Regions from separate parts of the Mustela erminea genome. Here region 2 is linked to region 1. The links are chromatin contacts, called in public Hi-C maps. All regions are on one chromosome and are shown on one strand. Each heading gives the region's core, a stretch centred on a gene start, on an enhancer-like site or on the middle of the called end of the contact. The rest is flanking DNA. Distances are from core to core; before and after follow the strand shown. Region 1 holds the start of LOC116585818 (histone H2A.J). Region 2 holds the start of ARF1 (ADP-ribosylation factor 1).

Region 1 (7,261 bases), core at 1,237-3,736:
CCCATCAATCTCACTGAATGACATAGGTGTCACTAATATTCTGATTGAGTATTACTTATAATTATATTTGATGCCTATGTACCAAAACATGTTTTCAGCAATTGCATACTGTCCAGATGATTTTTTAAACACTTTTTGTCACCTACAAAAATTTTTAAGTTACAATTTACCTATCTCTTATTTATTTATTATTTTTTGGATAAAGAAAGGTCATGGATAAAACACTTAAAAATAAATCTTACATTTGGATGAAATTCCGAGAAGTGCAATGGGAATGAGTTCAGGGAGAAAAAAAGATCATCTAGACTATCTCAGCGTTAACCAAGAATTTGATCATGTGTTTTATGAATTATGGTATCTAATTGCTATTTCAATAGATACCTTGAAAAGATCGTGTGTCCTCAATAAAAAAGATTTTGAAAACGTATAAAAGCTCAAGAACTTTACAAATATTCAGACATTTCTTTACAATTTTTGGTTGTGACCATTTTGCTTTTTAAAACGTCCTGTGTTGGGATTTGCGTCCTTGTTAACTATTAGAACTAAGGAAAAAAATATTTTAGATGCCAACCGAAAAACGCGTGAGGTTTCCAATCCCTTTAGCCTGGACCCACGCAGAAGGAGTGGGTGGGTGGGCTTCAGCGCTGGGGCGGGGTGACGTTCCCTCCTCAGACACCCCATACCCCCACCCCCCAGGCGGTACCCAACCGGCTTCCTTTGGAGAAATGATTTGGAAAAACACGATTGTTCTCTTTCATTGTGTATTATGTTTCCCTGCCTGAGCTGAAGACACTACCTTTCTATCTATCTAAGACTCAAAACGGCTCAAGGAAAGCGATTGTTGGGCATCTCTTATTTGCAAATAAGAAAAGCCAAGCGAAGCAAAAGGAAAAGCGACGTCTTTTCCCAAGTGAAGACTCTTTGTGCTGAAGCGCTTTCTCTGAGCCAAGATGACACTTTCCAAATTAAATGCCCTAAATTCAAAGGAGAATTGTGTCACTGACGCTTCCCAGAAAATAAAAGTGTAACTGAGAGGGAAAGGAGCTAATTTGTTCATAAAAGGTGGAATTACAGAGGATTACAGACATCTTGAGCTGATGCCCCCCCATCCCCGCATAGGTTACAGCTACCCGCAGGTTTCGTCTTATTACATCTGGCTCCCGCGCACAGAGACGCTTCCATTTCCCTTTCGGTTCCAAATATTCTGCCGATGCAAGATCCAGCCACGCAAACACCCTCCCAGAACCGTTCACCGCTCCAGGATGACGACGCCTGGTCCAGGCAGGGATGACGAGGTCTGGTCCGGTGGGGGGGCGGGGGGGAGATGACGAGATCTGGTCTGGGTAAGGAAGCAGCTCCAGGCGCTACCGCCCGGGCCAGGCAACCACAGAGTCCTCACCTCCGGGGTTCATTCATCAGGGACACTGGGGAGGGACGGAAGACACGAGGGCCTCCTGGAGGTGCCCCGCGCCCCTCACCCACAGGCGCACTCCACGCGCGCAAAGGCCGGGATACACTCTGCAGCCACCAGAGGACGCAGAAGCTCAAGGCTCCGACTTCGACTGGTGACGCATGAATAGCCCCAAGAAAAGGGGAGGGTGGACATGGGATCCTTGAACGCCTGGCCAGGATTCCCGTCCCAGAACTCTGCACATAATAGCTCCACGTTCTTGCTCACACTCACACACTAACGTGCGCACGCACACATCCCCAACCACCAGGAAACCGCTAGGACGCACAAAACGTAATTGGTTCACATAACAATCCTTGACCGTGTTCGAAACCCTTTTTCGATTGTGTGGGTGGCTCTGAAAAGAGCCTTTGGGTTCCGGGGCGGCCGGTGCGCCTCACTTGGAGCTGGTGTACTTGGTGACAGCCTTGGTGCCCTCGGACACGGCATGCTTGGCCAGCTCGCCGGGCAGCAGCAGGCGCACGGCCGTCTGCACCTCGCGGGACGTGATGGTGGAGCGCTTGTTGTAGTGCGCCAGGCGGGAGGCCTCGCTGGCGATGCGCTCGAAGATGTCGTTGACGAACGAGTTCATGATGCCCATGGCCTTGGACGAGATGCCAGTGTCGGGGTGCACCTGCTTGAGCACCTTGTACACGTAGATGGAGTAGCTCTCCTTGCGGCTGCGCTTGCGCTTCTTGCCATCCTTCTTCTGCGCCTTGGTGACGGCCTTCTTGGAGCCCTTCTTGGGCGCGGGCGCCGATTTGGACGGATCAGGCATGGCTGCAGATCTCTCCAAACAAAAAGAAGAGAGGACCGGAGCAACTCTATTTATACGTCCCGTATGCAAATGAAGGATCCAGAGTTCCTCGTTCCTGATAGGCTCAAGTGCTACGTCACGTCACCACTGGAAAAAGGCGCATGCAAATTAGGGGGATGGCGGTCTCCTTTTCTGATTGGTGGATGTCGCTATCCAATCGGACGAGGCCGGCTCGGCTACCTCTGGACCATATATAAGGGCTCACCGGGCCTAGCGGCGTCGTTGCTACTGGCGTCTTTTTTCAGGTTTTTACTCTCCCCGCGCCCGACTTGGAGATGTCTGGCCGAGGCAAGCAGGGCGGCAAGGCGCGTGCCAAGGCCAAGTCACGCTCTTCGCGGGCCGGCCTGCAGTTCCCGGTGGGCCGCGTGCACCGCCTGCTCCGGAAAGGCAACTATTCGGAGCGGGTTGGGGCGGGCGCGCCCGTGTACCTGGCGGCCGTGCTCGAGTACCTGACGGCCGAGATCCTGGAGCTGGCGGGCAACGCGGCGCGCGACAACAAGAAGACGCGCATCATCCCGCGCCACCTGCAGCTGGCCATCCGCAACGACGAGGAGCTCAACAAGCTGCTGGGCCGCGTCACCATCGCGCAGGGCGGCGTGCTGCCCAACATCCAGGCCGTGCTGCTGCCCAAGAAGACCGAGAGCCACCACAAGGCCAAGGGCAAGTGAGGCCGCGGAGGCGGGCCGATAACGGCCGCGCGCCCCAGGGGCCCCGTGACACCAAAGGCTCTTTTCAGAGCCACCCCCAGCCTCAAGAAAAGAGCCGCACTGAGCACAATTCCGTTCCTTGTCTTAGGGCTGCGACCTCCCGGGCGCACGGGGAACCGGGCACGAGGCACGATCCGGGCAGGTGTGCCGCCGCGGGTGCGCACGTACACGTGGCTGCCCTCCCCCCAGGCTACCGCTCGCCGGGAAGGTGCCTGTCCCTGTGCTACTGGGCCACGTTGAGCCGCCAGGAAGAGGCCGCTTGCCCACTCCGGGCCTGCAGAACCCGGTGGGTTCACTGGGTACTGGAGAAGCGTCCTTCGTGGAGAGAAGGGGCCCCGTAAACCTTAGGATTTACATTTAAAAATGGGAAGGTGCTTGAGCGGGACGATGTTTCGAAGTTTTTGGAAACCATCCGAGTTCCGATCTGATCTGAACACGAGGGTCTCGGAAAGGGTTCCTGTTCTAGAGGCGTTTGCAATCTTTTTTAAGAAACCATTTTTAAGGTGAGTGTTAACTTTTTAAAGAAAATATTACTGTAAATAGAATGTTTAAAAGAATTAAAATTGTTCAGTCTGAGTTGGTGAAACATGAATCCAAGTCCTTTAGGCTGATAGCTAAAATGAGAGAATAAGACAATTTGTCCACTGAGTTTCGTCAGGAAAACTAGGTTTGTGACTTCAGTCTGCGTCAAGTATTATCAGATCATGTAATATGGGTGTGGCTATTTCGGAAGGGGACTGTCCACGAGCTCCATGTGGTGTAATAAAGGAGTTGGACAATCCCAAGGGTCCTGGCCAAGTCGTGGAGGCAGAGGGATTCACTGGTTGAGTCGTAATAATTTCTTTAAGACAGCATCTGGCACAGTTTGATCACTTGTTACTTCTACTATCTTTGTTTTTATTGTTTTCATTAATTTTTTACAGCAGTAAAGACAGGCCGGTGAGACAGTTCAGGAGTATTATATAATTTGCACTTCCTAAAATTAGGTCTACTCAACCAGGGCTCCCTAGACACCATCTGGAGCTCAGCACACATCTGCTGGTCTTAGGAAAATAGCCTCCTGCTGTGAAAGAAATTCACACCGAGGGAGTACAAGGCTGACCTATCCACGTGGACCAGAACATAGGACTCCACTGCAGCGGAGGAACATAGCAGAGCACGTGTCTCAGCAGGCCCCATGTCAGGGACACAAGCTGCAAGGATGTCCAAGACCCTAGAGAGCCTTCTGGAAATCGAGCTGGCCATTGTGTGTCCAGTGACCGTCTTCAGCTCTAGCAGAAATTTGTGTTTATGCATTGATACTGATGTAGGTCATTGTATGTCGTCAAATCCCTCCGTGGCATTTAAGAAATGATGAATTTTCAGGGGCAGGGGGCTGAGGTCTGCCGAGTCTCTTTGGGGAGCTCCCGATTTTTTATTCCAGAAGTGGGACACGAAGTGGGAGGCTGTGCAGTGGTGGGGGGCGGACACTGTTCTTAGAGGCAGCCCTTCGTCCGTCATCTCCAAGGCTGAGCTGTCCCCTGTAGAGACCAAGAAGCCACCAGAGCTGTTCGGGGGTCAGTGATTTAAAATTGAACACAAGGGTGCAGTTTCTCAGGTGTCCTGGCCGCCTGTGGCCAGCAGCCTCACATTGGACAGTAGGGGAACAGAACAGCACCGTCCTCATGGAAAATTCAACTGCACACCTCTGGTCTAGTGTCTGATCCTCTGTCAGGGCTTACCTGGCTCAGATATGTGATAAAATGCTCAGAGCTGCCCACCTGTGCAACAGGAAGCCCCTCGGACCCTCGCTTCCATAAGAAAGCAGCACATGGCCCACGCCCAGGTACCCACAATGACTTAGTGACTTGTATGTTCCCAAAGCCAGAAACAGCCCAAACGTCCCCACAGACAAATGTGTAAGTGAACTGTGGAACGCCATTCAACCACAGTGTGGCACTGGCCTGCGCTACCATGAGAATGAGCCTCGAAAACACGTCTACCAGGGAAGCCAGACAAAAGGGCCACATGGGGTGTGATCCCATGTCTAAAAAATAGCCATAATGGATGGGGCCATACAGGTGGGGAGGAGATCCATGCTTGCCAGTCGCTGGGGAAGGAGGGGAGATGGGGCAGACCGCTAGCCTCTACAGAGCCTGGAGATCGGAGGCCTGTTCCCAGCTCACTATGGCAAGTCCCATGTACCCAATCCCCCGGCCTTGGATTACCTCTGCCATGCTCTCCACGTCCCTGTGGGGTGAGTAGTTTATTGAGAAAGGTGAGCCCGGGAGGTACGAAGTCCCACAGGAAGAATGCAGTAACATTCACAACCACAGCCAGGAAAGTACTCCCAGCTTCTGGAATTCTCTACTCCCTTGGGCCAGGTTCCATCACACAAACTGCCCTTCTCCTGGGCCTGGATGGGTCTGTCCCAGCCCCTGCCCCACATCGGGTAGCTCCTCCCTGCTCTGTCCACTTCCAATGTGGTCAACAATCTCTCAAGGGGGGCGGGGGTGGGGGCTCATTCAGTGAAATGTCTGCCTTCGGCACAGATCATGATCCCGGGGTCCTGGGAAGCAGTCCCACATTGGGGTCCCTGCTGGGGGGGCCGCTGCTTCTCCTCCCAGATTCTGCCTCTCCCCACCAAATGTGATCTCTCTCTCTCTCTCTCTCTCTCTCTCTCAAGTGGATGAATAAAATCTTTAAAAAATGAAAAATTTTTTTTAAAAATGAAAATTTTCTAAAATTTAAAAAAGACTCTCAAGTGAACAAGCGTAAAGGACCCCCTCAATTTACGTATTCACTTGGACCATGAACTAGAGTGTTAGGGAACATGCCCTGAGGAGGTCTGGTAGAGAGCTAGAGAGCTGTCAGGTCTGGGCGGAGCCCAGCTGCTCCACCCCCATGCTGCTCTCCTACGCATGGAGGTCCCAGGCCTGGTCACCAGAACTGACCTCTTGCTCCCAGGAGGGTCTGTTTCCATGCACTGGTCACCAAGCTTCACCAAGACTTTGTTCTTCTCTCCGTTCTCACCCAGCAAAACCTTTAGAATTGCATCCGCCGCTCTGCCCACTCCCCTCCGTGTGGGTGGCTGAATCCCAGGCAGCTCTCCGGGGAGACCACATCCTGGCGCCCCCCTCCTCCCCTGAGACCATGGGGCCCATGACCACCTCTCCTGCTAGCACTGTCCTCAGGCCTCGAAGACACCTTTCCTTACCCACTGCCCTGTCCGCAGCTCACCCCAGCCACGGACAGCCCTACTTGGATCCTGTCTTGCCAGTTTTCTCCTGCAGCATGATGGAACAGCCCCGAGTGTTTCAGCCGTGGAGGGTCTGGGGTTTGGGGGGAGGCGGAGGGGTGTTTATCTGGTAGGTCAGTGGTTGATGTGAAGTCTCCTAGGAAAGCTCTGCTCCAAAGAGCCCCCGTTGCAACCCTGGGGGCCTTGTGTCTTCCTGTATCTAGGCTCTCTCCAAGGATAGTTCAACTTCCTCACGCTGTCCCCTGAGGACAGAGTCCCCTGAGGCCCAGCCTGCACAATGGGACTCATGGCCCATGCTGAGGTTCACAAAAAGTCTTGAGGCTTGCTGGGTACCCAGTTTGAAGAAATATCCACCGTCCATGAGAGCCATGCTGTCGTACACCACAGGTCCTGGAGCTCAACGAGAGGTGTCCTCTCTCCTCCTGCTCTCATTCCAGCCATGGCAGAGGTGTGGCCCAAATGCCATCCCTGGCAGCTGCCTTCCTGGAGATGCAGGCTCCCACCCTGCTACCAGGGAGTGTTCCCCTCTCCTGGCGGCCAGCCTGCACCCTCCACCGGAGGCACACCCCCATGGCTGCACCTCTTCATGGTCCCCCCAGCCAGGTTCGCCCACGTGGAAATCATCAGCACATGGGGAATGTCGGAAAGCAGGTCCTGTCCGTGGAGAGTCCGGGAGCCCACCTGTAGTGCCCTCACCACCAAAATACATATGACCCCATTCTAATGTCCAGAACTTGTTAGTGTGATCTTATTGAGGGACAGGGTCTCTGCAGGTGTCATGAAAAGATCTCGAGGTGAGAAGGTCATCCTGGATCAGGCAGTAGATACAAACATGCACTCCATGGTGAAGAAGCACTCTTGGCTTCTGGGCAGGCCAGGCCTCCCTTCGGTCATGCATTCTGCTCTCTGCACTCCCATTTCCTCAGCCTGGCTGCAGCCTCCCAGGGAGAGCACCTGTTCTATGACGTTAGAATGTTCCATTCTACTGGGAAAGACAAGGAAATAAAAGTGGGCAGCTGGGGTGCAGGAGGGGAATGGATAAATGTCCT
Region 2 (7,261 bases), core at 1,301-3,800, 260 kb after region 1:
ACCCACCCACACTCTGGACTTGCCCCCTCCCCACAAGCACACTCATAGTCTGGACTCACAGCTCCAACACTCATATTCACACCCTGGACTCAACCCCCCATGCACTCACACTCTGGACTTGCCTCCCCCCACCAACATGAACTTGCTCCCTATACACACACACACACACACACACACACACCCTGGACTTGCCCCCTCCCCACACGCACACTCATAGTCTGGACTCACCCCTCCAACACTCACATTCACACCCTGGACTCAACCCCCCATGCACTCACACTCTGGACTTGCCACCCCCCCACACACATACCCACACCATGAACTCGCTCCCTCCATACACACACACACTCAAGCCCTGGACCTGCCCCCCCAACACACACATGCACACTCTGGACTCGCCCCCCTCCCTCCATGCACACTCACAATCTGGACTCACCCCCTCCCCCCACGCACACTCTGGACTCACACCCCACCCCCGGCACACCCACACCGTGAACTCGCCCCCTCCACACACTCTCACACCCTGGACTCTGGACTCGCCCCCCCCCCCCAAACTCACACCCTGGACTTGCCCCCCACCCCTGCACACTCACACTCTGGACTCAACCCTGCCACGCACACTAATATACTCCATACGGCACCCTCTCTCACCCCCATTCCCAAAGCCATCCTCTCCCTCCCACAAGGCAGTTACAACAGATCCATGACCAGGTCCAAAGCGTTTCTCAAAGACTGAACATCCTCCACACCCAAAAGGCGCCAACGGAGCACCTCATTCTATGCAGACAAGAACAGCAGAGCAAATCCCAAAAGCAGACTGAAATTCCCCTCTTTTGGAAGAACCTGTGGAAAATGGACTCAACTTTCTCCAACATTTCCTACACTGCTCAAGACGGTGCCAGGTCCCAGATGCAGCTGCCGGGCACAGGATAGAGTCTCGGCTGCAGAGGCCGCACCCAGTGTCCCTGAAGCCAGCAGGAGCAGACTGTGCCCTGCTGGAAGTGCAAGCCTGTCCCAGCCCGGGAGCTTCAGCTCAGCACACCGGGGGTGCTCCTCACCTTGGAGAAGAGACAGCAGGGGAACCAGCATGACCCAAGTCCCTGGACGAGGTAGGTGTGGACACCTGCCGGTGAGGACTGCCGCACCTGGAGACAGACGATCGTGTGGAATTTCCCAGGCGTCCTGAAGACAACCCAGGAGGCCCGCGGACAAGACCAAGCCTTTGCAGGAGGGCGGGGCGCGCTAACTCACGGCCAGTCGTGTGATGACCCTCACCTGGACACCGCTCACGCGGCACGGGCTCCGCACGGGGCACAGGAGGGGACCGGTAGGGAGAACGGCGGGTCTCGCAGCCTCGGAGCGCCGCACGGGCACGCTCAGCCCCAGGCTCAGACAGCGGGCACACAGAAGCTCTGAGCGCTCACTGTTGGCTGTGAAACGGGAACTACAGCCGACCGCAGGGACACCAGCAGCCGCCGGGCCGCGGTGACTTCCGGGACCGCCCGGCTCCGCACCCCTCCCGTGCAGAACCCCCTTCCCATGCGAGTCCGCGGCGGCACGGAAGGCGGCTGCCGGGCGCTGAGGAAATGGGAGGCGCTCCCAGCGCAGAGCGCGACGTGAACTGCGCCAAGCCCGGGCACCGCCGAGCCCCGCACGACCCGGAACCCGCACGCCGCACTCGTCCAGTTCCCGTCTCACCCACCCCGCCCGCTTGCCCGCCCGACAAGTCCGCGAACCCGCGCAGACAGTCCTCCAGGAACCAGACCCCCCAACGAGGAAGGAAGAGTGCACTCCGTGCCGACGGCGCTCAGGAAGCGAGCCGGACCTCAGCGGCTTTCCTCCGAGCCCCGCGCCGCCACGTCCCGCGCCCACGGCTGCTCCCACTCCGAACCCGGGACCCCGGCCCACGGAACGGGGATCCCACTCCGGCCATCGCGTGACCTTGGCGGCGTCCCGGGCCGCGAGTGCCGGAGACCCCGAGGCGGGATCCCACGGCCCGGCCCGGACTTCCGCGCGTCCACCCCTTCGGCGCTGGGGGCGCGAGGCCGCGGGAGAGATTCAGGGGCCGGCGGCGCCCCAGCCCCGGGCCCTGACTCCACGCAACCCACCCCCCGGCCCCCGCCTAGACCCAGGCCCGGCCAGTCCCCTCCCCCGCCTCGGCCGGGCCTCCCCTTGACCCCCAGCCAATCCTCGACCCCCGGCCCAGCCCTAGCGCCCTCCGCGCCTCGACCCTCCACCCCGCCCAGACCTCGTCTCGCCCGCCCCGCCTAGTTCCCCGGCCCGGCCCTGGGCCTCCTCGCCCCGGCCTCACGTCGGCCCCCGCCCGGCCCGGCCTCACCGACGCAACGCCGCCGCGGTGGGCAGAGCCTCAGCGGCCCGGACCTATCCCTGTCCCCGCCACCCCGACCCCGGCCCATGGCTCCCGGCCCGCCGCCTCACCCTCGGCAGCCGCGGCGAGGCTACTGCTCCGAGCCAGGCGTTGGTTTTGCTCCCACAAGATGGCGGCTCTGACGGCGGCCACGTCAGTGCCTGCTGCCGCGGGGGACGCTGGGGAACGGGGCGGGGGCGCCTGTGGCCCCGCCTACTCCCCTCCGCAGGGCGCACGCGCAGACTCCGGGCTGGGGGCGGGCACGCGGGACCAGGACTCCGCCCCGCCCGGGCCACGCCCTCCCGCCGCTGCGCGCGTGCGCACCCGTGTGCCCCTCCCGGAACGGAGTGCGCCTACGCCTGCGCCGCGCTTCTCCTGGTCCGCGCGGTGGTGGACCCGCCTGCACAAGTTGCAGATCGGAGTACTGAGGCGGGCGTGGGCGCGGCGGCCGGGGAGACGGTGCCTGTCCTCTCCCTGAGCAGGCGGGCCCTCTCTGATCAGCGGGCCGCGGTCGGTCTCCCCGGGCGCCCACCCCAGGTGTGGAAATTGTGACCACCACGCCGCCCCTGGCCCGCCCGAGGAGCCTCCCCCCCGCCCCCGCCCCCGCCCGCCCGGGGAGCACGTGGCCATCCAGTAGCACAGGCCGAGCAGGAGCTCTGCTGGGCGGGGGACGGCGCTGCCCCCGGGGTCCCCGTGAGCCCCAAATCTGGCGAACTGGAAGGAAGAGCCCCCTACTCCTGGAAGCCTCCCTGGGCTGATCGGAAGGGAGACACGGACAGTCGCGTCACCTCTCCACGGTTTCCAGGCTCAGGGCTTGGCTGAGGACCCCACGTAGGACCTTACTCTGGCCTCCTGCCAACCCGGACCCCCCTCCTTTCTGCCACCTGGTCTCCGTCCCCCCACTGTCGTGCTGCTTTGAGGGGTCTCACTCGCGAGAAGTCCTCTGATTCTGCTGGAGGGGCTCTCCAAACCCGTGTATTGTAGGGGGCACAAAGCAAGGCCATGCCCTGAGCCCAGGGGCCTGCCTGGCAGTGAAGTCCTGCCCAGCCCCCTCCTGTGCCCTCTTGCTCCCCGTGGGCAGGGCCCCCTCCCTCCTGGGGCAGCTGGGATCCGAGCAGCTGCCAGTTCTCCTCAGGCCCTCCTCCAGCCTCATCTTCGGAGAGGCTGGTGGTCGCTTGACCCTGTGAGCCAAGACAGCCCTGTGGACCCACCTTGCAGTCCCAGCTTCCCTCAGATCTCACCACTTACAAACGAACCAGCTGGTGGCCTGCACCCCAGCATCTACCCCCAAGGCCTCCTCCCGCCCAGCTCCCAGCCCACCTCCGTGGGCCTGCTTGGGGTCTCTCCTGCCCTAAGTGTACAGCACATGCTCATGCAAAGTGCCCTCCGGGGTCTGTTTCTCCAGGGAAGGGCACAGAAGCTTCCGGAGGTGATGGCTCCCCACCCGCAGAGAGTCAATGCCCAATCTGCAAGTGGTCACTGTGTCTTCAGAAGCTTTCTTTGAAATTTAAAAAAGTATGAAAATAGAGGCAGGAAGGAGTGTATGAAAAAAATAATTCCTGTGTACCTGTCCCTAGCTAAAGGAATTTACCTTCGTCTTGAACTTGTCCTTCCTGGGGGTAGGGGGCATCTCAGCCCAGGACGGACAGGTACGGGGCACATCAGGGGAAGGATCCGTCAGAGCAAGGACGTGCCTGGTGGTTCCCTCGGGAAACTGAGGCCCAGGTGCTCACCTGGGCTCCCTCCCCCTCTTCCCTGGGGTTGGGGAAGGGGACACCCTGGGAATAGAAGATGAAGACAGCGCCTGTCCAGCTCCTGCCAGGAGAGGGCGAGGTGAGCTGTCTAGCTGCCTCCCGCCCAGACTCTCACCTCTAGCCTGACCTCTAGTAGGGGGCCTGGTGGCCTGGTTGGGGGTTTGGGGTCAAACTCCTCTCCTTCAGCAGTTCCCAGGCTGAAGGCCAGATCAGACGCAAGGATGCTGGGCAAGAAGGAACTGAAGGGCCGGCTGGAGCAAAGGGGCGCAGGCAGGAGAGGGGGTATAGGGGGTGTGGGGGTTGTGGGGGGAAGAGCTGCTCCCTCCCTGCGGGTCTCCCGCTCTGCACATAGCCCGTGGCATTGTTCATGGTGGCTAGGCATGCTCTGGGGAGGCCTGGAGGCTGGGATGGCAGCCCTTGGAACTTGGCCTCCAGCAAGCCACTTGCTGGACCTTCGCTCTTCGGCCAGCCCCACCCTGTCCCCAGGATGCTGGTACTTTGCGGCCTCCAGCTGCTGACTTGGGTTCCTCCAGGTTACCACTTAGCTAAGGCCCTCAATGGCCAGCACCTCCTGGCCAGAAGTTTCATCCCCTCTAAGCCTTCCTGGGACAGTGTGGCTCCCAGAGGGGACCCGAGACAGATTTCTATCCAGACGGGTGGGACCCTACATCTCCCTCTGCTCAGCTCCCTTCTCTGGCATGCCCACCCCCAGAGGCCCCTGATCCTGTATGGCCCTCCAGGGACCATACCTAGGCAGTGAGAATTACAGCCAGTTTGAGGACAGGGGCCCAGCCCCCACGCTCACACCTCGTTCCCTGCCCTACCCAAGGGCTGCCCTGCCTCTTGTTCTGGGCTGGGGCCAGGAGCCAGCCAGGCCTCGACTCTGCCAGTGTCCTACGGCTGGCAGGGGAAGGGCTGGCCCATGTCCACAAGGTAGCTGAGAAGCAGAATGTGGGCCACAGCCCCGTGTCACACATGGAGAGGCCTGTGTTACCTTGGCCCTTTGAACATCCCCGTTCTCCCCATACGGGCACCTGCCTCAGTTTCGCCATCTTATATCAGCTTCTCTCCCTGCACCACTACTGTGTCCTCCTCACTCCAGCCCAGCTTGTGGGGCTCCTTCTCATTGCTGACGGGCTGGAAATGTTCTCAGCCGGGTGCTTTGCTCCCTCTGTCCGGGGGCGGGGGTCCCTGCCTTCCCCATGTGGGCACTGCAGTCCTCTCTGGCAGGCCAGCTCCACAGGGCAAGAGCATTCCCCGCCTGGCTCTCACCCTTGCCTCACGCCTGAGGATGAAGCAGCCAACAGGGTGCCCCAGGGTCAGCAGGTGCCGCGTGGGGCCGCCGAGAAGCGCGCCTTTGCCCGACAGATAGCATTTTCTGCATTCTGTGTGCACTCGGCCTCATTCCCAAAGAATGATGTGTGCAGGACCTATGATTCTGGGACAGCAGAAACCTCCCTTCCATGCCCCACTGTAGCTGCTGCAGCAGCCGGACAGTTTCTGTTCCAGTGGACAGTTTCTGCTCCCCACATGGGTGCACTCGGCCTCATTCTGCTCCCCACATGGGTGCACTTGGGGAGGACATCAGCCCACCACTGCTTCATCCCCCTGGAGCGGACATGCCCACGGGTTCTTCTGGAAAGTGCTTCCTGTCTGTGGCACCCAGCCTTTGGAGGTGCGAGTGGAATGCAGCCAGCAGGAGGGACGCACTTGGAGATGCTCGGTCTGGGGAGTTCTGATGGCCCTGGGCACCTCTTATCATCCTGTGGAGCTATGAGACACCTGTCACCCCTGATGTCACGTGCCCAGGAAGTGTCTCAGCTTTGGAGAACTCGTTGGGTTCCTCTTGGAACCGTGCATCATTTATTGGAGGCACTAATTCAACCTCGTTGTGAGGCAGGGCCCAGTCCGCCAGTGTGTTGGGGTGGAGACCCAGACCCACGGCAGGCCCTACACCTGCTGCTCTCAGATCCCCCTCCTTCCTCGGAACCATGCCCTTAGTCTGCCTGCTCCCATGTCAGCCCTGAGGCCCGCCCCCATTCCCCAGGGTGGTCAGGATGGGGTCTCTGGGGTCTGCCTGGTCCAGGCTGGCTCCCACCCCAGTCAGCAATGGGCGTGTGTGATGGACTGAACATCTAATTCCACCCGGCTAGTGGGAAGGGGCCAAGTCTGCAGCTAGAAGGATTCAGATCCACCAGATAAATGCATGCAGGATGCCGGGAACCAGCAGGGTAGTTGTTTCCATCATCCGGCTGTGTGGACAAGGGGGCCCCACACCTAGAGTGGCTCCCTCTGCAGGTGTATTCCTCTGCATTCCCCAGAGGACAGGGAAAGGCACAGATGGGATGAGGGTGTCCCGGGCACTGACTTATACAGCTTCGGAGACCGGGAAGTCCCAGGATCTGCTGTCCACAGGCTGCAGACGCAGGAAGGCTGGGTGTCCCAGAGCACAGCAGAAGAATTCACTCTTCCTTTGCCTTTCTTGCCTGTCACATCCCCGGGGGCTATGACTCCCTCGGTCTACAGAGCCAGACGCTCATCTCTCTGGGACAGCCTTGCAAGACACACCCAGGAAGGCCATGGCACCTCCGATGGGCGTCCGGATGACACAAAGTTACCATGGCAACAGGGCTGGGGAGACTCTGGGCAGAGCCGCATCCTTGCCTGGGTGGAGCTCCGGGGTACCCAGCCCAGAGATGGGGGAGTGGTCCTCCACCCAATTCCGGAGCATGTCCCACCCCCAGTGTCCATCCTCGCCCACGGAGAGTGGCCAGGGTACCTTCTGCTTGGCACCCTATACCCCAGCCCCACTGGCCACTGGGCCCAGGTCCCAGAGGAGACCAGTCTTTGGTCCTATTCTGCTGGGGACAGCCAGCCTATCCTAGGGTCCGAGAACTCGCCCACCCCTCCTCCTCTACGGGAGAGGAAGCCGAGGTCCAAAGACAGGACAGGCCACCCCAGTGACCAGTGACTTCTCTGGGACCAGCCATGGCGAGTGGACAGCACGGTCCTGACATTCTCCCGAGCTCTTTTTTTTTATTATTTTTTTAAGATTTCATATATTTCTTTTCTTCTTCTTCTTCTTCTTCTTCTTCTTCTTCTTCTTCTTCTTCTTCTTCTTCTTCTAGGATTTTATTTA

The links. Hi-C and Micro-C count contacts between places; a contact is called where the count stands out from the background.
Region 2: a Hi-C map of skeletal muscle shows a contact between it and region 1, with 10 times the contacts expected there. The contact joins the promoter of ARF1 here to the promoter of LOC116585818 in region 1. A contact is called at or near these places in 2 of 3 Hi-C or Micro-C datasets (skeletal muscle and spleen).

Annotation. Positions count from the first base shown.
Region 1 is chr3:3,644,454-3,651,714 of mMusErm1.Pri, forward strand. LOC116585818 (histone H2A.J) reads left to right here and starts at 2,487. Exons shown (of 3, transcript XM_032335062.1): 1 at 2,487-2,911; 2 at 2,914-3,477; 3 at 3,898-4,050. The coding sequence starts at 2,543. The coding sequence ends at 3,315. It overlaps LOC116585819 (histone H2B type 3-B), which reads right to left and starts at 2,271. Exons shown (of 1, transcript XM_032335063.1): 1 at 1-2,271. The coding sequence starts at 2,228. The coding sequence ends at 1,848.
Region 2 is chr3:3,900,890-3,908,150 of mMusErm1.Pri, forward strand. It overlaps ARF1 (ADP-ribosylation factor 1), which reads right to left and starts at 2,551. Exons shown (of 5, transcript XM_032335124.1): 1 at 2,440-2,551.